3 separate regions of the Gossypium hirsutum genome follow, and regions 2 and 3 are each linked to region 1. Evidence: chromatin contacts called from public Hi-C data. All regions are on one chromosome and are shown on one strand. Each heading gives the region's core, a stretch centred on a gene start, on an enhancer-like site or on the middle of the called end of the contact. The rest is flanking DNA. Distances are from core to core; before and after follow the strand shown. Region 1 holds the start of LOC107927194 (caffeoylshikimate esterase). Region 2 holds the start of LOC107935766 (elongator complex protein 5). Region 3 holds the start of LOC107935810 (mannose-6-phosphate isomerase 2).

What was found. Hi-C and Micro-C count contacts between places; a contact is called where the count stands out from the background.
Region 2: a Hi-C map of leaf shows a contact between it and region 1, with 2.1 times the contacts expected there. The contact joins the promoter of LOC107935766 here to the promoter of LOC107927194 in region 1. A contact is called at or near these places in 7 of 34 Hi-C or Micro-C datasets (anther, callus, leaf and 1 more).
Region 3: a contact with region 1 is called in a Hi-C map of leaf, with 2.4 times the contacts expected there. The contact joins the promoter of LOC107935810 here to the promoter of LOC107927194 in region 1. A contact is called at or near these places in 3 of 34 Hi-C or Micro-C datasets (leaf and petal).

What each region holds. Positions count from the first base shown.
Region 1 is chrA12:11,388,797-11,392,690 of Gossypium_hirsutum_v2.1, reverse strand. It overlaps LOC107927194 (caffeoylshikimate esterase), which reads left to right and starts at 1,661. Exons shown (of 10, transcript XM_016858227.2): 1 at 1,661-2,183; 2 at 2,833-2,896; 3 at 2,994-3,175; 4 at 3,788-3,817. The coding sequence starts at 2,851.
Region 2 is chrA12:11,026,620-11,030,513 of Gossypium_hirsutum_v2.1, reverse strand. LOC107935766 (elongator complex protein 5) reads left to right here and starts at 1,807. Exons shown (of 14, transcript XR_001694265.2): 1 at 1,807-1,943; 2 at 2,302-2,754; 3 at 2,843-2,954.
Region 3 is chrA12:11,057,586-11,061,479 of Gossypium_hirsutum_v2.1, reverse strand. It overlaps LOC107935810 (mannose-6-phosphate isomerase 2), which reads right to left and starts at 1,792. Exons shown (of 5, transcript XM_016868432.2): 1 at 1,094-1,792; 2 at 355-522. The coding sequence starts at 1,405.

The DNA of each region.
Region 1 (3,894 bases), core at 412-2,911:
AAATATATCAATGGGTTTTAAATCATTTTAACTTAATTTATAAACTCATTTAAACTTAAAATACAAGATATACATGTATTCGAAATGAATAACAGAGTAAAACTTCATTAAGAAACCAAAAGAGATTTAAGTTAAGAATAAAAATTTACAAATATAATTTCAATCTAAGCCTTTAAATGCATGCCAAGGATCTTATAAAAAATAAAAATAATATAAATACATTACAACCTCAACTTGAAGGGTGATGCGAAGTGTAGACACCTAATTTTATCTAGGGATTGCAATTTCGAATTACGCTTCAAAATTATCAAAGGTAGCAGATTACTTTTTTATTTTTTGGTCTGAAATTAAATTAAATTAGATTTTATTTAATTTGGATTTAATTAATTTTAAATCAATTTTTAAATAAATTCTAATTTAGTTTAATTTAATTTTTGAAATTTTGACATGAAGTGGGGGTGGATATTAGGATGTTGGTTTTTGAAAAAAAATAATAAGAAATTTGTTGAAAAAAAATTATTTTTTAGAAAATTAAAAAAATCAGTTTTAAATAAAAAAATCATTTTCAGGCTTAATGTTGAAAGATTTTTTTTAGAGCTCAAATTAATTATAAAAAAGATTAAATTAACATTTAATTTTTAAGGCCCAAATTAGTTTTAATTTGTTTCTAAAGCCCAAATTAATTTGTTTAATTTAACATCCAAACCTTTTGCTTTTGAAAGCCAACATCATTTTGTAGGCCCATTTCTTGTATTTCCAATATGTTTTTAATTTTAATTCGAGCACAATTTAATTTGCACCTAATATTAATTATGTTTAATGCTTTGAGTCAATTTTTTAAAAGAGATTAGGTATATGTCAATTTTTTAAATCTGCTTATATAATTAGAAAAAATATTTTAATAGTGTTAATGTAAGTAATGAATGATAGTTTAAATTCGGGGTGACCATTCGATCTAGTAGAGTTGAATCAACTAAAAAAAATTTTGAGTTAGTCGAGTTGACGAATTCTATTTTAGCAACCAAACCCAATTTGATTTTTTTTAATTGAATCGAATTGAGTCAAGAAATTTCGAGTCAAGTTAACGAATCCTATTATTTATACTCAATGTTGCGTTTTTATAGACTGATTATTTAATTAGTAGATGAAGTACAAGATTATTTAACTACATAAACAATATAATGGTTTTGCCTTTAAACTTAATGAGTAAACATTTATCAAAACAACGTAGTTTTGTCTTTTCTTACTCGGACCTTCAGATAACTCGAATTGTGTAATTCATATTCGAGTTAAACTGAAAAACTTAATTTTTTATTCGAGTTGATCCGAATAACTTAATTAATTCAAATAACTTAAACTATTTAATTCAAAATTTAAATTTTTATCAAAATTTTTAAATCGAATCAAATTTTGCTCAATCCTAATTTAAATGTCAAAAAAACAAAAGTAAAAGACATGATTGAAAGTGGAATTAGCATAAAGCTACGAATAAACTACATACATAATCATTTAATTATAAAAAAAATTATTTTAAATATTAAAAATATTTATAATTTAGATACTCACCTTACTTGATTAGATGATTTTGGTCAAAGTGGAAACGGAAATATGAGGTAGATATTTTATATATTTATTTGTTTTCTTATGATATGTTTGGATGAGCGAAGAGATACAATAAGTTTAATTTATTTTTAGTCTTAAATAACAATATCATAATAATAAAAAGTAATCCGAACTTAGCTTTATTCCCTCTCAATTTGTGTTTTTCTTACAATAAGCTGAACACAACATCAAAGATTTTTGCAAAAGGGTAAACTGCAACTGCAGTTTCTTGTTGAGTGTTTTCTTCTTCTTCCTTCCCAATGGGAGGCTGTACTTCCAAGCCTTAAAAACCCAAACACAACCACCCAAAATGACTATCCTACCCTGCCTCCGACCACCCAACCAAACCCAAAACTCCTTCGACGCCGCTGAGGTTTCTTAAGAAATCGTTTTCCGTCTCCTTCTCCGGAGAAACACATCCGGGCGGTGTTGAGACGGTGGGAGCGTAACAAGAAGGCGGCGGGAATTACGGAGACGAAGGAGGATGAGGATGGAGTTGAACCGGATAAAAGATTAGGGTTTTTGAAGGAGTTGTATATTTGTTCTGCTAAGCTCCAGAAAGGAAGTTAAAAGGAGAACAGGTTGCTGTTAAAGTGATTCCCAAGTCCAAGCTAACAATTTTTTTTTTCTGTATTAAATTTGGGACATTGAAATCAAAGTTATGTGCTTTAAGATACCGAATATTAGCTGAAATTTCTTTGAAGTAGTCTTGTATGATTCTTGTTTCATTTGCCATGAATGCGGGAATTTACTGTTTTTTGTGTTCAGCTCATTGTATATCAGATTTCTGCTTCCCGCAGATATCAAAATGATCGAAATAGATACTTAAATTGTAAAAATATTTGGATTACAATTTTAATTTTAATAAACAGTGGGAAGAATATTTTAACACGTACGTGAGCACTTTCCTTCCTTTTATAGAACTCAATCACCTTCACCTACCGCCTTTTCCTTCTCTTTGCGAATCTTCCAAGTAATAAATTAATCAGAAAATAGAACAAACAATTTCCTCGTACGATTTTCCTTTATTAAAATCTGACTTTTAAAACAAAATTTTGAAAGTAAATTAAATAAACTAAACTACTGCACTCTACAAAGAATCTCTCCATTTCAGCTTTTGGACTTTTGCTTGCTGACATTTCTTACCTTATTAATTTTTTTGCCCCATTTCCTGGATTTTAGCTATATAATTTAATTTATTTGTTTTTTTTTTACTTTTTTTTTCTCAAGAGGAAAAGAAAGGGCCACATGGCTTTGAAATCTTCAAACTTGCTCCGGAGTCATCTTTTTTATGGTAACTCTAGAACCCCCTCCCCTCATTGTTTTTACTTTTTTCTGTTTATGTAGAGGAATGGGTATCTGAAAAGAGATAGACTTCTGGTTATTGGCAGGGTTTTTGTTGAAGTGGAGAAGAGAAAAAAGCAGAGTAATGGCTAAGCCCCTTAAGTTTAAAGGGGTGGATGAAGAGTTGCAGAAGATTTTGGATGCTAATATGGATGAAGCACCTGCTAGAAGGAGAGCCAGGGAAGCCTTTAAGCATATTCAACTTGGACTTGATCATATTTTGTTCAAGGTCTTTGTTTTTCAACTTCATCCTCCTAATATATATACTTGCCTTCTTTTGGCTACTAAATTTATGTATTGCCTTGAAGCATTAGTTCCTTTTTTCCCCTTTTTTCTTCCAAGGGATCTAGATGGGTTTCTTTTATCTGGGTTTTCTTTATGCCGTTTAGAGGATTTTTTTTTTGGTATTCAAAAGATTTATATTTCATATATTGATTGTATACAATTCTATGCGCTTTTTAGAGGATTTGGTTGAGTTAATATATAGTTAAAGGAATGGCTAGATTAAAAGGAAGTTAGGGTTGTAATTAGAATGAGCAGACAATTTCTCAACATTCGTGTTCAAAGAAATGAATAAGCTATAAGTAAGATCGTTTGTTGGCATTATTTTATTTTATTTTCTGATTCTTTTTAGTGATAGTTAAAAGGACTCGGTTAAAGTTGATTAGTTTGAGATAAAAAAATTAAATTGAAGGAAAATTGGGTAATTATTAGAATGAATGAACTTATTCTCAATGCGAGAACTCAGTTTTCATATTCTCGTTCTTTTGGTTTGATAAGGCTGGTAGATAATTTTAACGTTTTGAGCGGTTGTTAAATAAATGTTACTTGGTTTTGACAGACACCTCTTGATGGGCTGAAGATGAAGGAGGTACAAGCTTTGGACTTGCACTTTTCCCTTTGATATTTGCTAGGCTTTTGTTCGCTACAGCTCTTCTTCTTTTATCT
Region 2 (3,894 bases), core at 558-3,057, 360 kb after region 1:
GACTCGAGTTTTAACATTTTTATCCGAGTCGGACTTGGGTAAAATTTTAAGCCCATTTTTTGAGCCAAGCCGAGCCTAACAAACAGACCTGAATTTTTAGTTGAACCAGATTCGAATTTTGCCCGGCCCGGCCCGGCCCAGCCATGCTCACCTCTACTTGAAAGCCAAATAAGAATGGCGTGGTTTTGTTGTTTAGCAAAAGAAAAAAAAGAATTGAGGTAATGGTTGCATCTAAAAGAAACGTGTGGTTACGGTGGTGGGTAGGAACCTTGGGAATAATTCTTTTCCTCTTCTTTTTTTCAATAAATAATTCTTAATTTTTTTTAGCCAAAATAGTTCTTAATTCTTAAACCAGATGGAATGGGTATATTCCTATTGAGTTTGGATTTCAGTATCTTTCCTAATAAAAATAATTTTTTAATAATTTTTTATACAATATTTAAAATTACTTATAGTCTCTCTTCAATCCATAAATAGGAAGATAATATCATTCAGCACACCTAAACTTATGTCTTCTTATATTGGTAACAATATCCATGCCAGTAGAGTGACAAGAAAAATAATTTTTAAAATAAAAGAATAATCGTATTCACTATCAATAAAATATTAAAATGTTATCACAGATCGTATTAGATTATGTTTTATTAGTATTAAATTTTATGAAAATGACATATTATAAAAAAAGGGTATATATAAAATATATATAAATGAATAATAAATCTTCAAAAGGAGAAGATAGTTTCTCTTAAGAGAGTGGTTTTTTAAAAATAATATGGATTATTTTAAGCAGTAATTTAATTTAGTTTATTTAAAATTTTTATTTAAAAGATATTAAAGCACGAATCATATTTATAGTAATATTAATTTTTTTAAAATTAAATTTTAAAATATTTTCTTAATTGAATTTGATATTTGATTAATTAACGGAATTAATTATAAATTTAAATATAGTAAAACAGATATAAATGATCATAGAAACAAAGCACAATTATTCTAAGAGGCATTGAGATATAATTGGACCTCTTCAACGATTTGACCATTTGTGGAAGCCCAACAATCTTCTAATATTTAGATGGTGCGTAAAAAATATATTAGATAAAAAAATGAGTATGAACAAAAAAAAGTATATTTTAAATATAGGTTAAATTTAGACTTTAATATTTGAAGTTTGAGCCTTGCGATTTAATTTATTTTTAAGTTTATAATATTTTAGGTTTTTTTTTCCTTCGAGAAAACTGATATTCATAAATGAAGGGGCCAAGTGTCAAACAACAAATAATCTACAGTACACGAAAAAACAGTACAAAACACTATAGCACACGAAAAGACAGCACAAAGCACCAAAACCACTCAAGCACAGAGGAAAAGGCACACATAAAACAAAACCAAAAAAGAAAAACACTCCACCCTCCAAAGAAAATACCAAATGAATACCAGCAAAATCATTCCTCTGCTGCTCAACAAAAACACTCGCGCAGAACCAAATGAAGAGGAAGACTCGGCTTTGAGAAACCAAACAACGGAGATTCAAGGAACCTTCTCCGAAACATCAAAACCCATAAGAAACCACTCATCCTCGGCGACTCCAGTCCAACCAGTCCGAAGCCGCCAAAACTTCGACAGAAATAGGTGCTTCTTCAACCCAAAAACAAGGAGAATTCCTCCTGCGCCCTTCTAGTGCCAAAGTATGAGCTGCCCGATTGCCACTCCTGGGGACAAACTGGTAAGAAACTCCATCCATAAAATCTGCGAGTCTTCGAATATTCAGAGAAATGGGTCTAAGAATGGACCTATCATCCTTGACAGTGTTAAGCTTTTTAATAATCGAGAGGGAGTCCCCTTCCAGGATGATCGTCCTAAAGCCCCATGTCAATTGCAAAGAGAAGAGCACGTTCACAGGCCCTAGCTTCTGCAACAAACGCGTCGGCAACATCAACATAGGGGTAAGTACACGCTCCCATAATTAATCCCGAATCATTGCGAGCAAGAACCGCCACAGTAGAAGTATGAGATGCACTTTGAAAGGAGGCATCAAAATTTAGCTTAAGCACATCCGGATCCGGAGGTCTCCACCCCACAGACTCAAAATTTGTAGGACTAACTATGGAAACTCTACTCACACTTAAAGCAGAAGCATAGCCTTTTCACAAAACCCACGAGGTCCTGCCAAACAAACTGCGTTCCCTCATGAACCACTTTATTTCGCTGAAACCAAGTAGCCCAAAGGGAAATAACTAAAAGCTTTCTGGTATCCGCATCAACTTTGATGAAAATGTTCATTAATTGATTTTTACCATCCAGAGTACGAACACTGCAATCAAATGGGAGATTCAAAGAGAGCCATAAATGCCTCAACACGTCACAGGACCATAACAAGTGACCAAGATCCTCCGGCGCTTCCTTACAAAGGGGACAAACATTGACAACCTGCAATCTCCGTTTGAGAAGATTGTTGAAATGCGGCACGAAATCTTTAGAAAGCCTCCACATGTGAATTTTTAGTTTAGCAGGAATCTGTAATTCCCATAGCAAATTGTAGAATTGTTTGTAGCTGGCTATAGGTTCCATATTGTAATCACTAGGATACCTGTGTGTAGTGAGTAAAGCACGATACCCACTCTTAACCGAGTACTCCCCGGAAGCATCAAAATGCCACACAAGCACATCCGGTGCTCCAGCTCCAGCAAGAGGAATTTAAGGATACGATTAGCCTGTTCTTCATCAACAATTTGATAGATGATATCCTTATTCCAGGTACCCGATCTAACATCAATTAATTGACCCACAACAGTCTAGTTAGTATTTGTACTCTAAACTGAAAGTCTACTATTACCAAGGCCAGGCAACCAAGGATCATTCCAGATGTTCACAGAGTCACCACTACCGATACGCCAGAGCAACCCATCTGAAATCAGCTCTCGAGCGTTGCATAAGCTCCGCCAGGTAAAAGAGGGGTAAGAACCAATTTTAGCAGCCATAATATCTGAAAAATGAAAATAACGAGCTTTAAAAACTTTTTCAAAAAGACAATCAGGCTTCGATATCAATCGCCAAACTTGCTTAGCGAGCAATGCCTTATTAAACAAAAATAGATCCTGAAAGCCCATCCCTCCATCAGATTTGGGCATACAAAGGTCAGCCCAAGCACACTAATGAATACCCTTAGATGACTTATTGTTAGACCACCAAAACTTGTTCATAATAAGTTCTAATTTTTGACACAGAGTTTTCGGAAGGGCAAAACATTGCATCACATAAACGGGAATTGCCTGCAAAACCGCCTTAATGAACACCTCTTTACCACCCATCGAAAGATAACGAAAACTCCAACTTTCAATTCTCCTCCGAAACCTATCCACAAAATCAGCAAAAGCCCTTCTCTTATTTCTCCCAATCATCATTGGCAATCCTAAATATTTTTCCGGATTTGTAGCCACCCTAACACCCAAAACATTGGTGATCGTATCCCTCTCGGAGTGACCCACACGCACCAAAATAAATAAACGATTTGTCGAAATTGACCTGGTGCCCCGAATTTAATTCATATTCCTTGATAATGTTCTGAACAACATGGGCCCCCTCCACCGAGGCATCATCAAACATGATACAATCATCAGCAAATAACAAATGATTAATCGCAAATTTTCCCCTCCCAATCGGAGCCCCCAATTGCAAATTTTCATCTCTTTGAAAATAATTCGAAAATAAATTAGGTCACTGATTGAAATGTGCGATAAATTAAACTTTAATAAAAAATAACAATCAATTGGACCATCTAAATTGTCATTTTGTTAAGACTCCTAACAAACCGTTAAGTGCTGATCTGATCTTGAAAAATGTTAATATGGAAGACTTAATTATTATTATTTATTTTATGAGGATTTAATTAATTCA
Region 3 (3,894 bases), core at 543-3,042, 330 kb after region 1:
CCTCTAATATCAACAGACATGAAAAAGGTTCTGGCACAGTGATATTAAATTTTACCCTCCTATTTAGACCAAAACAAGACTGACCAGAAACAGTGGCAGTGAATTCTAGGAAAGTCAAGATAGATTATCTTCTGCCTCTAACTCAGATGTGATTCAGCCTCAAAGTTTTGTCATGCATATCATTTCCCGAATCTTTATTCAGCAAAACCACATCTTGACAGCATAATTACAAATTTAAGTGCAAAACGTGATTACCAGAATTTTATCAAACATAAATGCAAGATTTATTCACTCAAAAAGAACAACCAGCAAAAGGAAAGTTCCACCAAAAACCAAGCATGATTCATGTATTACCTCGAGAGTAATGAATCCACAAAGGGCCCTGAACTCTGTAATTGCCAAAGCCATCTCAGGTTTGTGATTCCCATCCTTATAGAGATTTGGCTTCAACTTAAGCAATTCTTTGGCCAATTCTTTATCCGGATGAGCCTGTATTGAAAGGGCTTTTGCCACTGAAAGTACCTATTTTACAGCAAATGAACCACAGAATCAAATTAGACGATTCACAGAAGAAAAAAGAAAAGTTCATATTGTAGTTAAAAGTTAAGTTGATTTCCACTTTAAACTCTCAAGCTTAATTCTTTGCCATTAACTATTCAAGATCCACTCCAATTTCTCAATTGCTATATTGATAGCTTTGATCTAAATTAAAATTGAGATCAAAACAGCCAAAAAAAAAAATCTTTACACTTGTAAATACCCCCGAGAAAGGGAAAAAAAAAACAATGGACACCACATCAAAGCAAATTTCAGTCATATTCAATCTTAATAAAAAATATATAATTGTAAAAAATGGAAATTTAAGATGAATGGTGAGAATTCAACTTCCATTAATATTGAAGCAAAAGTTGCAGTAATTCCTATTCAAATGCAAAAGAAAAACCCTTTAAAAAGAAAACCCACTAACCCAATTAAAAATAGAAAAAAAAACCACAAAAACAGAAATCAAAATTCAATTTCCCAATAATCAAAAGGGGAGGAAAACGAAAACCAGAAAGGAATCAGATAAATCGTGTAAAAGAAAAGAACAAACCTTGAAGAGAAAAGGAAGATCGGGCCCCCATTTTTCCAAAACCTTATGACCAAGCACATTCGGATTCTTCCGAATCCACTCTTTTAAACCCACATTTTGACCTTCTCCATAGCCATCAGCCAAAAAACTTGGCCCCGAGTCATGTGTTCCCATCCAAAACTCAGCATAAGGCCTATCGGGCTTAACCTCGGCCCCGGAATTCAAAGCCAATAGCCTTGCCACCTGTGCCTCCGCCCCACATCTTCCCCAATCGTAGTTTTGCACCCAACCTCTTAACCGCTTCACCTTGTCAACATTAGCAGCCTTCGCCATTGTTGAAATACCCCACCCCCAAGAAAAGAAAAAGGAAGGAAAAGAAGGCTAGAAGAGAAGGATAATGCAGAAGGGAATGGGCATCGTTTGCTGGTATTTGAAGAGTTTGAAAAGGTATGAAGAGAGAGGGAAACAAGTTGGGAAAAGAGAGTGAAAGAAAAATTGAAAATGAAGATTTCAGATAGAGAAAGCTTGGAAGAACCACGATTTGTATTTGTGGGGTCTCTTCAACTATGACTCTGCTTTGCTTCCCTTTTGCAGTTTCTTACGATCTTATCTTCCCACTTCTGCACGAAATTTCCGTGCCCCTTTTCTCTTTTTTTTTTTTCTTTTTCTTTTTCATATTAAAATCTCTAGAAAATTTTGTTTGGCAAAATAGCAATTATATGCTCACATTACAAAAATAGAAGTCAGTATATTTGAGATTCTCGAAAATTCATATTCTACCACACAAAATTAAAAATTAAAAAATAATATATTTATTATTTATGCTATTTATTAAGTCTTTCTAAATTCTACTTACTACTATATCATTCATAAGTTGCATCTCCCAACTCGATTAGGAATTTTATTTATTGTTTGAACTAAGATAATTTTTAATTTTTATTTAAAATTTCAGTAAGTATAATTAAAACGCAAATCTTTGCTCTAAATATTTGATAGAATTTTTAGTAATTGGATGTTTTTCATATATATATACTAGATGAATGATGTAAAATTAAATTATACTACCATTTATATGAAAAGGGTGAAAATGGTATTCACTATGAAATTTAAATATTTGTAATTAATTTTAATTGTTAAAAATATTAGCTATTACTTCTCTTATGATTTTAAATTTTGTTTCATCCACTAGTGTCATGGGTTGTGCATAGGAGTCCGTAATCATGACTACCATGACGAACTTGTACGATTCATCATATTCGAAAGAGGTCATTTGGCCCAACCGAACTGGTTCGTTGCTTGGAAAGATTGAAAGTCCATCCCCAAAGCTTAGCAAATATGGAAGGTGATCTTTAAAGATATGTGATCCTAGACATTAAATGTAATCTTTAGAATATACGATTTTGTAATCTTAGAGATTTGATATCTAAATAGCTTTTAATCTTTGCCATTGATGTATTTTGATCTATATCGTTGATTTTGGGGAGACTCGGCTATAAATAGAGGTCTCTCAAGTGTTCACTCAAACTTTGGAAGTATTCACTCAAACTTTTCCCTCAAGTGTTCTCATCTTTCTGTGACTTTTGTTCATCTTTAGAGTTTGTTCTTATTTTATTCTTCAATTGTTTTTCGTGGATGCCTTAGAAAAATTCTGTTAAATTCTCAATTATTGCGAGTTAAGTTAACTTAGGTGTTTTTTAGTGAAGGAATTGACTAAGGTTACATGAATCGCGTGGAAAAAAAAATTTTAAATCCGTGACACTAATAAGTGTGCTAAATTTTAGTTTTTTTTTTAATGGAGTCACTTTATTTGCCATACAAAATTCAGTCAAAAAGACATTATTTATCTAGTTTTTTTAGATTTATTTATAACAAAGTAGCTGTTTTGATGTCATTAGTGTAAGTGACACTAATTATATTAAATTTTATAAAATAAAGGTTAAAAATGTTATTTGTAGTGCTCTAAATTAACTTAACTAAATTTGATGTTACTTAAAATTCAATTTAATTAATGATATTAATTAAGAGATATTAATGAAATGAAGTAATTTGGGATTTAATTAAATTTTAATGTATCTTGTGTTTTTTAAATAAATATATTTCTCTTATGTTAAAAAACTCTTTTAAAAATATTAAATCTGTTATGAAAATCTTATTAAGTGGGTGTCCATCAAAATTAAGATAAATTTTGAAGTACTTTAAATTCTAATAGTCATTTGGGGTAGATCTCTACTTCATTTATACTTCTTATGTCTCTAAATAGAGACATTAAAGAAGCTTTGTAAATATCTTAATTGGTCAATAAAATACATTATTTATTGCTTCCCATATTATAAGTAGATAATTTTCAAAGACTTCTCTTGAAAGAGTCAACCTCCCCTTAATAATATGATATCAATTCAATTAATAATAATAATTAAGAGATATTAATTCAATTAATGAAATAACATAAATTTGAATTTAATTAGAATTGGATACACCACTATACGTTTACAATAAATATTTTGATTTTTGGAAAAAAATTACTAGCACTTTTAAGTGAAAAAACTGAGTATTTTAAAAAAATTGTTATAAAAGGGATAATTTTATGATATTTTAAATAATAGTTTAAAGGGTTTATTTTTATTATTTTTCATATCTATTTTAACCAATATTATGAATCAATTGTATATTAATTTAGTTGATAAATAAATAAAAAAAAGTTAATTTTTTAATATTTAATCAATAAAAATCCATTCATAATGGAATTTGAACTTCAAATATCATGATTTTTCGACCTTCAACTTTATCATTTCACCTCAAGTTTCATTTGGTTTAATTTAGTA